2 separate regions of the Hordeum vulgare genome follow, and region 2 is linked to region 1. A link is a contact called in public Hi-C data. All regions are on one chromosome and are shown on one strand. The core of a region is the stretch at or near the end of the contact, and the rest is flanking DNA. Distances in the headings are between cores, read along the strand shown. Region 1 holds the start of LOC123401483 (SUPPRESSOR OF GAMMA RESPONSE 1-like). Region 2 has its middle 110 kb from the start of LOC123401483.

Region 1 (6,557 bases), core at 2,923-5,422:
GTACTACAATTAGAATTGCAGATAGCTAAACAAGTACTCAAGGTTTCCACCGCACAAAAGAAAAACACTCATTAAATGTCTTTTTCAGTTCTGTGGAGACAAAAAAAGTATTCGACCCTTAAATGGCCCATTGCAGCCCTGACGCTTGCACAACTTCTATCTTGCCAAGTCAACCCCCCAAAAGTTGCCACCATATCATCATACTGCTGTAGATGGTAAAGAGATCGTCTTCAACCCTGCACATCTTCCTGTGAGAAAAACGACAACAAGTCTTGTGATGAAAACATCAAGTCCTGCTGCAAGACGAGAGAAAGATATCATCAGATTTGTCATAATATATGGGCAACACAAATTACAATACTACTACAGAATATACTAGCAGCAACCTCTGGCGGTGGTCCGAGATTAAGGAGATCAGGTAATCCATCATAATAGCCTTGGGAATAGATTGGCCTATCTGGACCAAAGGAATTAATATCCTCATGACAACGCAGGGGTTCTTCCAAGCTAGTCCCAGCCTGAGACGCTAAGAACCAATCGGAGGGATCGGCATCTGCCAGGCTAATAGCAGGCCTGTCTGTTTCTTCTTCCTACAAAGAAGCACAAAGTTATTACTCTAAAATGATAAACAGATCACTCAAACAAAAAAATTAGCAACACGCCACAGAATGACAAATAGATGCTGTATAAATTTGGTATTTGCATCTACTAGCTTCCAAATCGGCTAGATGCAGATCAACTTCTTTTTCAAGAAAACGCAAAGGACCTTTGCGTTTCATTTCATTGAGAAGATGGGCGAGAGAACAATCCACCTAGGAGGTGAGTTTTACAATGCCATGAGCCCGACCAGTGGAGATCAACTTCGAAATCCTCATTTGCTTAAAGCTGTGCGCTGTTGCAATTTCCTTTTTTGTAAATATACAATAACATTGTCAAGTATTATTAGTCTTATGTCTACTGTTTCTTACTGAGAACTGGTTTAATCAAAGGTTAGATCTAACTCAGCAGATTTCCCATGTCAGTGATTTACCTGGTACTGCAAGTTGGAATAGTTTTGCTTCTGCTCAGTTTCACATTTTTTCAATAAAGTCTGCTCAGTTTCACATGGACTATTATTTGGGCGACATAGCTGTGGGGTCTTTGCCATTGGAGTTTTTGGATAATCCCTTGCAGTAAATGCATCAGATGCTTCGTTAGCCATTTCTGGTTCATACTTGTCCACTTGATTTGCCTTCAATTGATAAAAGATTTTGCACACGACAAACTCTCCAACTTTTTCCTTTTCCTCTAGCCCAAGATGGTACTGATGCATCACCCAGTCAGCTTTATCAGGTTTGCCACCTGTTTGTGAACTTTTGTACAGAACCAATATTTTCTTCCACCCTTTCATAACACCATTGTCATATATGGCTTTTGATTTACCCGTCTTGTGCCATCTCACATGCTCATCAGAAGTGCTATAGTCGCTGTTGCTGATCCTTCGACGCTTGCGCTGGCCACAACCATACGCATTTGAAATTATGTGGAAGAAATGAGCGCTTCTTCCATCTTTCGTTGTGCCTATAAGAACGAAATGTGCCCAGTCAGTACATGAATAAGCCAATAAATACTCCTATAGCATCTCAATAAGGGAATCCCCTACCAGGAAGATTTTCAGGATGTGAATAGCAGATCCCTTCATCATTCTCCACAGTTGGAATAAATTCATCAAGGAACATATGGGGCTCTGAACCTCCAACGCCAATTTTCTGTTCTAAATGCTCGAGCAATTCCAAATCAGATGGATCAAACTTCACACCGGCTGGCAGCCCAGGCCACTGTACAGCAACCTACAAATGATGAAATGCAGTTAAGTATTTTATAGAATGTGTAACATAGTACCATCGAATGTAAGATCAAATGGGTTGCATTTTGCAAGCATCTGTAGTTCTGAAGCTTATGTGAGTTAATACAGCTCAAAGCCTTATTGATATTCACTGGAATCAAGGAAAGCATAGAGTATCCACCGCAACATGTTTCCTTATTTGCTACCATCGTCAATACATCTAACTTAGGCGGCTACCAACAAAGAATAAATGATCTATGAACTATTCATGGCAGAAGCAGGTTTTCAGTAAGGGTGCACCAAAAAGTAAAGAAGAGAAGTTTTCCTTGCAAGATACAAGCCACCAAAAGATTTTCAAGTACTTACATCACTGTTATCAATGATATGTTTGCAGTTGGGGCACTCCCTGCATGCTTCTGCACCCAGTTCACTTATCTGGCGATTCGAGCAGCTGTCATTCCTAATTTTCTTGGCAACACCCCTGCAAGTTATAAGCCATGACCTGCAGCAAAGTAATTACATAGCATTACATCAAAGTTGACCAGGATAATAACAATTAAGATGACATGTACATAAACAAGTAAGTGCTACCTTGTCAAATACTCCCTCCGTAAACAAATATAAGAGTGTTTAGATCACTAAAATAGTGATCTAAATGCTCTTATATTAGTTTACAGAGGGAGTACATAGGAATAATATTAAGACCAGGATGATGTTAATTAAATGACCAGTACCCAAGAAAGTAGTGCTACATAATTAAAAAAAGACACAGTAACTGCAGAATTTGAAGATATAATATGCCAAGAAGAAACAACATGGAATTAGTGTCAGTCGTAAGCTATGTATAAAAACTTAAAAGGACTAGGGTATCTCGATAATTTGATTGACGACTGTCTACGCTATTCTTAGAAAGCAAGACATGGACAGGACACTATTGACTGAAAAATGCTACATAACAGAGTGATGAGACAAACATGCTTATGTGCTGCAACGGAGTAAACCTGATCATGCGTTGGATATCTATATTGACCAATTAAGCTAGGACATAAGTAAGCTTAGACATATTAAGAAAGAAAGCACTTTCAATGTCATAACATTGCTCTATCAATGACTCAGTGTACCTGGGCAGGCTTTGCAAATGCACTAATCTGAACAGGATAATGTTATTTATAAAGGTCGATACATAAGACAGTGGTGCTACATGGTAACAATGAGACAGTAGCTGCAGAACTTGAAGAGATAATACATCAATCAGGAACAATATGGAACTATCGACAATCAGTAATACACATTGGATATTTCAATTGACGTCCTGTTTATGCTGTTCATAGAAGGCAAAACATTGACAGGACAGTGTTGACTGAACAATGCTACATAACAGAGCGATGAGACAAACAAGCTATGTGGTGCAACGGAGTACCTAATCATGTGTTGGGTATCTGTATCGACCAATTAAGCTATCTATAACATAACTAAGCTTAGCCATATTAAGAAAGCAAGCATTTTCAATGTGATCACATTGCTCTATCAATGACACAATGTACCAGGGCAGGCTTTGAAAATGTACTAGAAGAAACCACTACAGGAACTGCTTGCACTATTGTCGACAGACCCTGGAACCCTATAGTGCTGGCACACAGCAGGCGGATTGGACCCTACGGTCAAAATCTATGAATGGTTGCATAGGCATTCTCGATATGGGACGGAGAGAGTAGCTGCGTCGCTAGAGGAAAGTTGGTTGCCGGAGCAATCGACGGACAGTTTAGTTCCTCCGTGCTATGGTAAAGGGGGCAACAACTGAGGCAAGAAAACATACTAGTCCTGAAAGTCTGAAACTAGAGTGCTGAAATGTGGGTATCCGGAACAATCGAACAAGCCCTAAGCAACAGTGACAGAGTAAAAATGACTGAAGAAAGGGGGTAGGGGGAGGGAGGGGGCGACCTTGCCATCGCGGCGGCGCGTACGGATGACCGATCGGAGCAGCGCGCACGTGACGATCGGCCAGCCCGACGAACCAGGACACGGGAAACCCTAATCGGCCGGCGGCGCGGCGGGCGCGTGCCTGCTCCCCCGCGCTCGCTCTGCTCGGTCCAGCCGTGCCAAGTGGCCTCTGCTCCCCCGCCTCCTTCCTCGCTGGTAATGGCGGCAGGGCAGGGCAGGGCGCCGTCGGAGGAAGGGTCGCGGTAGGAGAGGAGAGGAGAGGAGAGGAGCGGCGAGCGAGGTCGGAAGGAACGGGGACCTGTGTCCGACGCCTCCGCTCCGCGGTTTCCTCTCGCTTTTTCGCCTCGGGAAACCCCAAAAACCCCTGCCCCCGCTGCGCTGCGTTGCCACGGGCAGTGGCCGTTGTGGTTTCCTTCCTTGGCAAGCCGAACGCGGTCCCCACAACACATTAATGCTCGCCTGCTGGACTGGACCGCCCGTCTGGGCACCAACGTAGCCCAGCCCACACCAGTTTTCTGTTTGACCGCAGCCCACACCAGTTAAGCTAATTACGAGAACAACTAGTTTACGAGGGAAAGCAACTAAGGGAGCGCTCTTTTCGGAGCCTCCCCGCGATAGCTTCCGCGCGCCGCCACGTTTTGCGTTCTGAGAGTTTTTATTGGATTTTATTTTTTTCGCACGCGTTTTGGCTATTTTTATTTTTTTATTTATTTTTTGGTGTTACGTTTTTTTACTGGGCTATCGTAACTTTTTGACGGAAATTTTTTTAAATTTTTTTTAAAAAATGCAATTTTTACGTGAAAAAACAAGTTTTCTGTTTTTTAGAGGAACGGTTTTGTTTTCACGAGAGGCACAGTTTTGCCTTCACGAGAGGCACGGCCGTGCCTCTCGAAAAGAAAAAAGAAGTTGTTTTCTATTTTTTTTGCGAGAGACACGGTTTTGCTTTTGTTAAAGGCACGGTTTTACCTTTGCGAGAGACACGACCGTGCCTCTTTTTTTCGCGAGAGGCACGGTTTTATTTTCGTAAAAGACACGGTTTTGCCTTCGCGAGAGGTACGCCCGTGCCTCTTCTTAAAGGAAAAAAACATTTTTCTGTTTTTTTTGCGAGAGGTACGGTTTTGCTTCCGCGAAAGGCACGGTTTTGCCTTTGCGAGAGGGTATCTCTCCTAAAAAGGGGAAAACGCGTTTTCTGCTCTCTTTTTTTTCACGAGAGGCACGGTTTTGCCTTCGCAAGAGGCACGACCCATACCTCCCGGAAAGGGAAAAAACGCGTTTTCAGTTTTTATTTTCTATCGCGTGAGGCACGATTTTTCATCCGGGTTTTTTTCGTGAAAAAAAAAGTTCGTTAAAATCTATCAACACGGGATCTAGTTTTGAAGATCTCGATGCGAGAAAGTCAATGGTGAAAACAGTTCAAGATTTGGACGCATGGTTTAGGAGATAAAAACGTTTTGAAAATACGGATCTACGAAAAAAGAGAAAACTCCTATGTGTAGTCGCTAATTAGTGATTTACGAAAAAAGTAAATGGCACGCATGCAGTACGCCATTTGTCGCAACCTGTGAAGATGAGAATAATCGTTGGAAGGTGTAGTCGCTAATTAGTGATTTCGTTGACGAGGGCATTTCCTATTTGCCGCCATAGGGATCAGTTAACGTGCATTTTATTAACTCACGGCGTGTGGAGTTCGAACTGGAACAACCCATCTAAACTCTTGTAACACTTTTTTTGCAAAATTCTATGAACTTATTTGATTATTGATGAACTTTTTAAATCTCAATGAATACTTTTCAGATTCATGAGCTTTTTTGAAGATCGGTGAAGTTTTTTGAAATTTGATGAACACCATTTTAAAAATTGATGAACTTTTTAACAATTTATGAACTTTTTTTCAGTTCAATGAACTTTTCATAAAAATAGATGAACTTCTTTTCACTTTTTATGAACTTTTTTATAATATATTGAACTTTATAGAAGTTTAATGAACTTTTTTATTTTCAATGAACTTTTTTTAAAACTGAAGATATTTTTTAAATTAGTGACACTTTTTTTAAAGATATGAACTTTTTTCAAATGAATGAATCTTTTTTCTTTAAATCTGTAAACCTTTTTTATTTAACATTTTTTCATAACAAGAAAATCAAAAAGAAAAAAATTGAACAACACTCTAGCGGCCGGCCCATGCTAGCGGCGCTGCAGGCGTCGGATCGTTAACGGGCGCGTGCAGCACTGCATAGGAGCTCCCGTTGGCGAGCGCTTCTTCGGAACCCTCCGAATAATCACCATCACGTATTATTGTTTGACGCATTTTCAGCCAACGGCACGAAGCGTTTTTCTTTTTTATTATTTTTTCTTTTCTACGTGTTTTCGGTTTTTTAGGTGGGTTTTTTCAAAAAATTGGTGTTCTCATTTATCACTCGTCTTTCTTACCTTTTGGACAAAAAAATTAAAATATTTTTTTTTTGCACGAAAAATCTGTTTTGTTTCTTTCAGAAAACACATTTTTCTTGCACGAGAGACACGCTCGTGCCTCTCAAAAACGAAAAAAAACATGTTTTGTGTTTTTTTGCAAGAGTCATATTTTTTCTTTCGCGAGAAGCACGACCATGCCTCTCGAAAACGAGAAAAATCACATTTTTTGCGAGAGGCACAACTATGCCTCTCGAAAACAAAAAAAATGTTCATTATTTATTTTTCTTACGCGAGAGGCATGACAGTGCCTGTCGAAAAAGGAAAAAAAATGTGTTTTCTTATGAGAGGCATGGTTTTGTTTCTTTAAGAGGTACGGTCG
Region 2 (6,767 bases), core at 1,154-3,653, 100 kb after region 1:
GCAAAGGCTGTAGATGAGGTGGCGCCGTGCCGAAGGAGTAGGGCCACAGTGGGTGGTGCTTGCGGTGAGAGCGGTGTGTTGCACCCGCCGCTTCACCTTCTTCATCCGACGCTCCTCGAGCTTCAGGTATGCGACGACGGTCTGAAAGGTGGGCTTCGGCAACAAGGTGAGGTTAGAAGCAGCGTTGCCGAAGTCCTCACCGAGGCCGGCGGTGAGGGTGCTCAGCATGAGCTCGTGGGAGACTTTGGCGCCGATGTCGCGAAGCTCGTCGGCGAGCATCTTGAGCCGCATGCAGTAGTCATCGATGGTGGAGTCGTCCTGATGGCACCTGAAGAACTGTTGCTGTACGAAAACAAGGCGCTGAAGTTTGCTGTTGGTGAAGAGCGCGTTGATCTTGGTCCACACAGTGTAAGCGTCGCCGCCCTCGGCGACAACCGTTTGGAAGATGTCCTTGGAGACGGTTTGGTAGAACCACCGGATGAGAGCGGCGTCGATGGCGGACCACTCCGGGTCACCCTTCATGTACTCATCGTTGATGGAGCCGTCAATATGTTCGGTGAGGTAGTACTCACGAAAGACAAGGTTGAAGTAGGTATTCCATGCATAGTATGAGGAGGTGGAGGAGTGGAGGCGGATGTGAACATGGCCTTCGATGTTGAGATCACGGATGGCTTCGACGAAGGGTGTAGGACCGGCGAACGGGTTAGTGTTGTTGGAGGAGGCGAAGCCCGAAGATTGCATGGTGGCGGCGACGGGAAGGAGAGGTGGACGGGTGGGGTGGCGGGTTGCAGCGGGAGATCGCGGCTGCGGCGACGGCTTAGGGTTAAAGGAGGCGGAAGCTGGAGGGGTCACGACACCGGGCGGCGGTGGCATTGGGTAAAGGAGACACGGCGGCGGCGTGGTGTGGTACCGATGAGGAGCAGCGGCGGCGGCGTGGTGTGGTGGCGATGAGGAGCGGCGGCGGTGGGTGCAGGGAGGAGCGATGTGGCGGCTTGGTGTGGTGGCGATGAGGAGTGGCGGCGGTGGGTGCACGGAGGAGCGCTATGGCGGCGTGGTGTGGCGGCGATTAGGAGCGGCGGCAACGGCAACTGCAGGGAGGAGCGCGGCGGCGACGTGGTGTGGTGTGGTGGCGATGAAGAGCGACGGCGGCGGGGGCGGCGACGGCGACGACTGGAGGGAGGAGCGCGACGGTGGCGACGACGACGTGGTGTGGTGTGGTGGCGATGAGGAGCGGCAGCGGTGGGTGCAGGGAGGAGCGCTGTGGCGGCTTGGTGTGGTGGCGATGAGGAGTTGCGACGGTGGGTGCAGGAAGGAGCGGTACAACGGCGTGGTGTGGCGGCGATGAGGAGCGGCGATGGCGGCAACTGCAGGGAGGAGCGTGGCAGCGACCTGGTGTGGTGTGGTGGCGATGAGGAGCGGCGGCGGCGGGGGCGGCGACGCCGACGATTGGAGGGAGGAGCGCGGCGGTGGCGACGACGGCGTGGTGTGGTGTGGTGGCGATGAGAACCGGCGGTGGCGGCGGAGGTGACGGCAGCTTAGGGTTAGGGTAGGATCGAGAGATATGATACCATGTAGAAAAAAAATTAACAATGCAACTCTTAGTATCATTGATTGGGTGCAAGGACACGTATATATGGAATACAATATGAACCTCAGCCTCAACTATACAAAGACTAAAAGGTGGGCCAGAATATACACATATACATGCAAAATACATATTCAACAAAATTTGATATAAATGATTGCCTGTAGAACTATAAATACTACTCCCTCCGTTCCTAAATATAAGTCTTTCTAAAGGTTTCACTTGTAAACTACATACGAATGTAGTATATAGACATACTTTAAAATATAGATTCATTCATTTTATTTCGTATCTAGACATTTAATAAAATTGTTTAAAAGATTTATATTTAGAAACGAAGAGAGTACAATATTAGTCTATTTATACGATAACTAATTTGGGACAAAGGAACAGTTTTCAAGCGAGACGAGGCGTGTGCGTGTAGTAGACAGGTAAACCTAACCGTTCAACCCCCACAAAAGGGCAAAGGAAAAGTGGGTGAACTTTTGAAGCCGGGACTGCCATTTGATTAAGCTTAAGTAGACAACCACCCACTCGGCTGGCCTCGCAGTGGTCAATGCAACAACACGCTAGTACACGCTCCCGTTTAATTAGGACCGCCCTAATAATTCTAATTAAACAGGTTAACGCACCCATAAATCACCTTCTGACGGCAGGAGTCGGCCAAACTGTATGTGCAACGCGGTGTCGTAACTTGTCCCGTCGCAGGAGGTCGACGCGTCGCGCGACGAACGAATGGACAAATTACAGCGCGGCGAGACCGACCCAGCTCGCGTTTGCTTAGCATGCAGCGCACCCGTCCTTGTCTAGCCTAGGAGCACGCGGCGGAGCAAGACCGGGCTTTGCATTGCGCTGCGCGCACGCAGCTTCGGGCGTCGCACTCTGCTGCCCGGAATGAGTCAACCGGTCGACACCGCGGCGCCATCTGCCAGCGCGCCATGTCAATGAAAGGAACCGCCTCAGTGAACCCAGACCAGCGCGCGCCCGAAAGAGACGACCGGTGGACAACAGTCAACATGCAACGAAGCAGGAAGGCCTTTGGGAAGGTTATCCCTATCCCTATCCGTTCGGGAAACGGTTGGCCGGTGCCCGATGGACGGCCATGCCGCGCTACCACTCGCCTCAACTCCTCTACAACTTCCCGCCAGGGACAGCTCAGTCCGCAGGCCATATCCCACATAAAAGAATCAGCCATTTCCTTCACCCAGGAAGGCAAATAAGAAATAACTACTACTCCTCCAGCGCAAAAATAATAATAATAACTACTACTCCTACGCACAAGTAGGATTAGTTTTTTTTAACCAAAACCGTAGAACAACATTCGAGAGCAGTGCTAGTAGTATACTGACTTAGAAATCAGGAAGAAAAATTGGATATGTAAAGTTTTGTGAAGCCGGAGAGCATCCGAACATGCCCTAAGAGCATCTACCGGCGGTCCAAATTTGCTTAAAACGTGGCCGTCAGTAATCTGTTTTAGAAAAACAAGGTTTCAAATGGATCTCAAATGTCTTAATTGACCAACATCATTTATATTCAATTTTAATATTGGATAGATATAGAGATGCTCGAACCGTGTGTGTTACGTCGGACCCGATTGTCATACCCCACGAGAGCATTTAGAGTCGCGATGGGCTAATTCGGCTCCTCAAACGCATCACGCGTGTTCGCGTACATTGACCAGACACGCCTCATATTTGCCTCTCCACATCTACTTATGGCATATCAAACACCCTGTATCCATACTACACATGCAATTTTGAGCTACTATACCTCATCAGACATTAGACAACAAAATTGAATGCAAAGAACACAAGATTGGTTGCGAACCGACATCAAACATCACCCGCAAGATCATCTCAAGTTCACCACACATAGTTCTTAAATTTGTACAACTAAAAACGACATAACCAATGCGCACGGGAGGCAATGAGATCGCCACTTCCTCGTTGGGCCTTTGCGCTTTCGATCGCTGTCGCAGATGTAGCCGTCCGCGATTGGGGGAGGATCTTGGTCTTCGGAGGAGGAGGTGCAGTTGGCGTTGTCTTCCTCGTCGGAGTCGGAGACGACAATGAGCCCCTTCATCTGGTGAACCGTCCTGTCCTGTTCCTGCTTCAACTTGGCGGCCCAAACCGCCTCCTTCGTCTCGCGCTTCAACTGCTCAGCAAGCCGGAGCGCCTTGGCGCTCTTTCATCGGAGGCAGCGAGCGTCCGTCTCCGTTGTCGTGAGGGACCAACATTACACCCATGTGAGGAAGTGTTCGTCCTCATCGGGCTCTGTCGGCAACCCGCTCTGACGGGACACGGATTGCTCCGCTGCATCCCTCTCCCTTGCCCACTGCCTCTTGCGGCGGGCGGCGCGCCCCTCGGATTCTGGAGTACGCATGCGCGCCGGTGGCGCGACAACTAGCACCCACCGGTGTCCACGTAGAGGAGCGGCCGACGGGGGAAGGAGATTTCATGGGGCCGGTGCAGATTCACCGTCGTGTCAGAGCTGTGCGCGGGCCAGGAGGGTCCAGCTCTGGAGTCCGCATTACGCCGATGCTCCAGACCTGGAGTTGTTGCGGGTGTCCACCTTCGACCGCTCCAAGGCAATGCCGAGGGCCAGCTCCTCGTCGTAATCGATATCGGAGCCATCGCAGCCGGAGTGGCAGACAGAGCTAGACATATGAGTGGGTGGGATCGAAATGGGAGAGGGAGATGAGAGGATGGAGCGAGAGAGTGTTGGAACGCGCGGTCCACTATGCTAGCGCCAAATAAAAATTTCTGTCGCGCACCTAAGAACATGCTCCTGGAAACAAATCACGGGTCGGGTTTACAACTAGACGCACAGTCACCGCAGCGAAAGTAGAGTTGGTGACGCGTATAGTCGATCAACCAATTCGTCTCCTTCTCCTGCACCCGATCTCCCACGAACATCTCCTCGCGTATCCCACGAACAGCTCCTCACGGATCCCTCGAACGGTTCCTCGCGGATCATTTTGAACGCTTCCTTGCGGATCACTCGAACGGTTCGTCCAAGCACTGCAGATGCGATGCCTCCAAAGTATCCACACGTACGGGAGCACCGTCGGGCGGCGGACTGCTATGTTCGAGCGCACGGCATGGCGGCGTGGGGAGTGGAGGTGGCTATCAAGGGAATGAAAAGGATCCACCCTAAAAAGTGTGCCCACTCCCCTTTATATAAACCTCCGAGGTGGGCTTAACACTTGAGGTCCACGACGAGTCTAGCCCCATTTTCCATTCAGATCCAATCCGAATGGGCCGCAATCCCTTAAGTGTGCGACCCTATAGGTTCACGTACACATGGACAAGACCAGAGTGGATAGTGAGTAGAGGCTCCTAGCAGAACGTGCCAACTCCTGTGTGCGCACAAAGTCGTTAGACGAACCTCAACAATGTGTCATATACAACATTCATTTTGCCTCATGATATTGGTTGTCAAGCTCAAGGCGAGTACTAGTCACCCTTGTGGTAGCTCGACATCTCTTCTTGAAACCGTGTTGCAGATTCCCGAACTAGGTTAACACTTAACCCATGTCGCATGGCCATGCTTTCTGAATCCAATCACTCGAGAGGGCCCAAAGTATATCTCTCCTTACGGAGGGGCAAATCCCATTCTCGTCAATCATGTCTCGCGACATGTCTCACGACTCACCCGAAAGCTACCTTTATAACTACCCAGTTATGGAGTAGCGTTTGATAGACCCTAAGTGAGTCGATACTCATCCCGAGAACATGAGAGGACGTCAGGTCTAGGACATGTCATATACATTGTACTTGAGACTAAGAGATGACAATAGCTCATTGTGTCTCAAAGTGGGTCACTCCGACTTGGTGATCTCAATCCCCGAGTCCATACTATGAGTTTAGCATCACTATGCACATGACTTGTGAAACATAGTGATCAATTGAATCGTATACTAGTAAAGGATATGTGCCCACATAACCTTAACAACTATGGACGATTAGAACAATCATCATACAATATATAGTCTCACAAATAAGTCACATACTTTTTTATACATATCACTGATGTCGTTCAAGGACAATACAAAATACTCATGAATACATAGGAAATGAAATCATCACATGATTGCCCTAAGGGCATATCTCCAACAGTCTCCCACTTGCACTGGAATCAATCATCTAGGCATCGTATGCCCATAGACCTCATGTGGATTTCATACTTTGACTGCAGGAGAGGCTTCGTTAATGGATCAACAACATTTGCATCTGTGTGTATCTTGCATATGTTTACATCGGCTCTCTCGACAATGTCGCGAATAATATTAAACGCCTGAGAATGTGTTGGATTTTATGATGGTTCCGTGGTTCCTTGACTTGTGCGATAGCACCACAATTACCACAATAGAGGTCCAACAGATTGGACGAGCCCTGAACCACTCCAAGTTCAGAAATAAAATTCTTCACACAAACACTTTCTTTTGCAGCTTCAGAAGCCGCAATGTACTTAGCCTCCATTGTAGAACCAACTCTCATATCTTACTTGGTACTCCTCTAGTCCAATACTCCTCCATTCAGAATGAACACGAACCCACATTGTGATCGACTATCAACCTTATTGGTTTGGAAACTAGAATCAGTGTAACTCTTTACAACGAGCTATCCTCACCTCCATAAACCAGGAACATATCCTTTGTCCTTCTCAATTATTTGAGGATATTCTTTACCGCTGTCGTGTGACTCTCACCTGGATCAACCTGGTATCTGCCTACTTCGCTTAGCACAAAGCTAACATTGGGACGAGTACATACCATAGCATACATGATGTACCCAACAGTTGAAGCATACAGAATCCCATCCATGCGTCTTCGCTCATCAGGAGTCGAGGGACTCTGAGTCTTGCTAAGACTAATGCCATGTGACATGGGCAAGAACCCTTTCTTGGTGTCTTGCATGTTGAACCACTTTAACATCTTGTCTATACACATACTTTGGCTTAATCCAATAAGCCATCTCGATATATTTGTATAGATCTTGATTCCCGGAATATAAGATGCTTCTCCTAAGTCTTTCATCAAAAACTATTTTTCAACGAGTCCTTGACACACTCAAGCATTTGAACATCACTTACAATCAACAATATGTCATCCACATACATGATCAGAAATGGAACTGAGCTCCCACTGACCTTCTTGAATACACAATGATCATAGTCGTTC

The links. A called contact is a pair of places that touch in the nucleus more often than the background predicts.
Region 2: a contact with region 1 is called in a Hi-C map of seedling, with 2.0 times the contacts expected there. The contact joins the enhancer-like site here to the promoter of LOC123401483 in region 1. A contact is called at or near these places in 2 of 6 Hi-C or Micro-C datasets (leaf and seedling).

What each region holds. Positions count from the first base shown.
Region 1 is chr6H:329,502,174-329,508,730 of MorexV3_pseudomolecules_assembly, forward strand. It overlaps LOC123401483 (SUPPRESSOR OF GAMMA RESPONSE 1-like), which reads right to left and starts at 4,173. Exons shown (of 6, transcript XM_045095307.1): 1 at 3,767-4,173; 2 at 2,192-2,327; 3 at 1,643-1,829; 4 at 1,031-1,560; 5 at 387-590; 6 at 1-293. The coding sequence starts at 3,774. The coding sequence ends at 231.
Region 2 is chr6H:329,608,133-329,614,899 of MorexV3_pseudomolecules_assembly, forward strand. No RefSeq gene overlaps it. Among protein-coding and RNA genes, the nearest start is that of LOC123401483, 110 kb to the left of the region's middle. Within about 2 kb of position 2,404, at least 3 of the 3 cell types and tissues checked have open chromatin away from gene starts, as enhancers often do. A contact at or near this core is called in leaf and seedling, where this site is marked.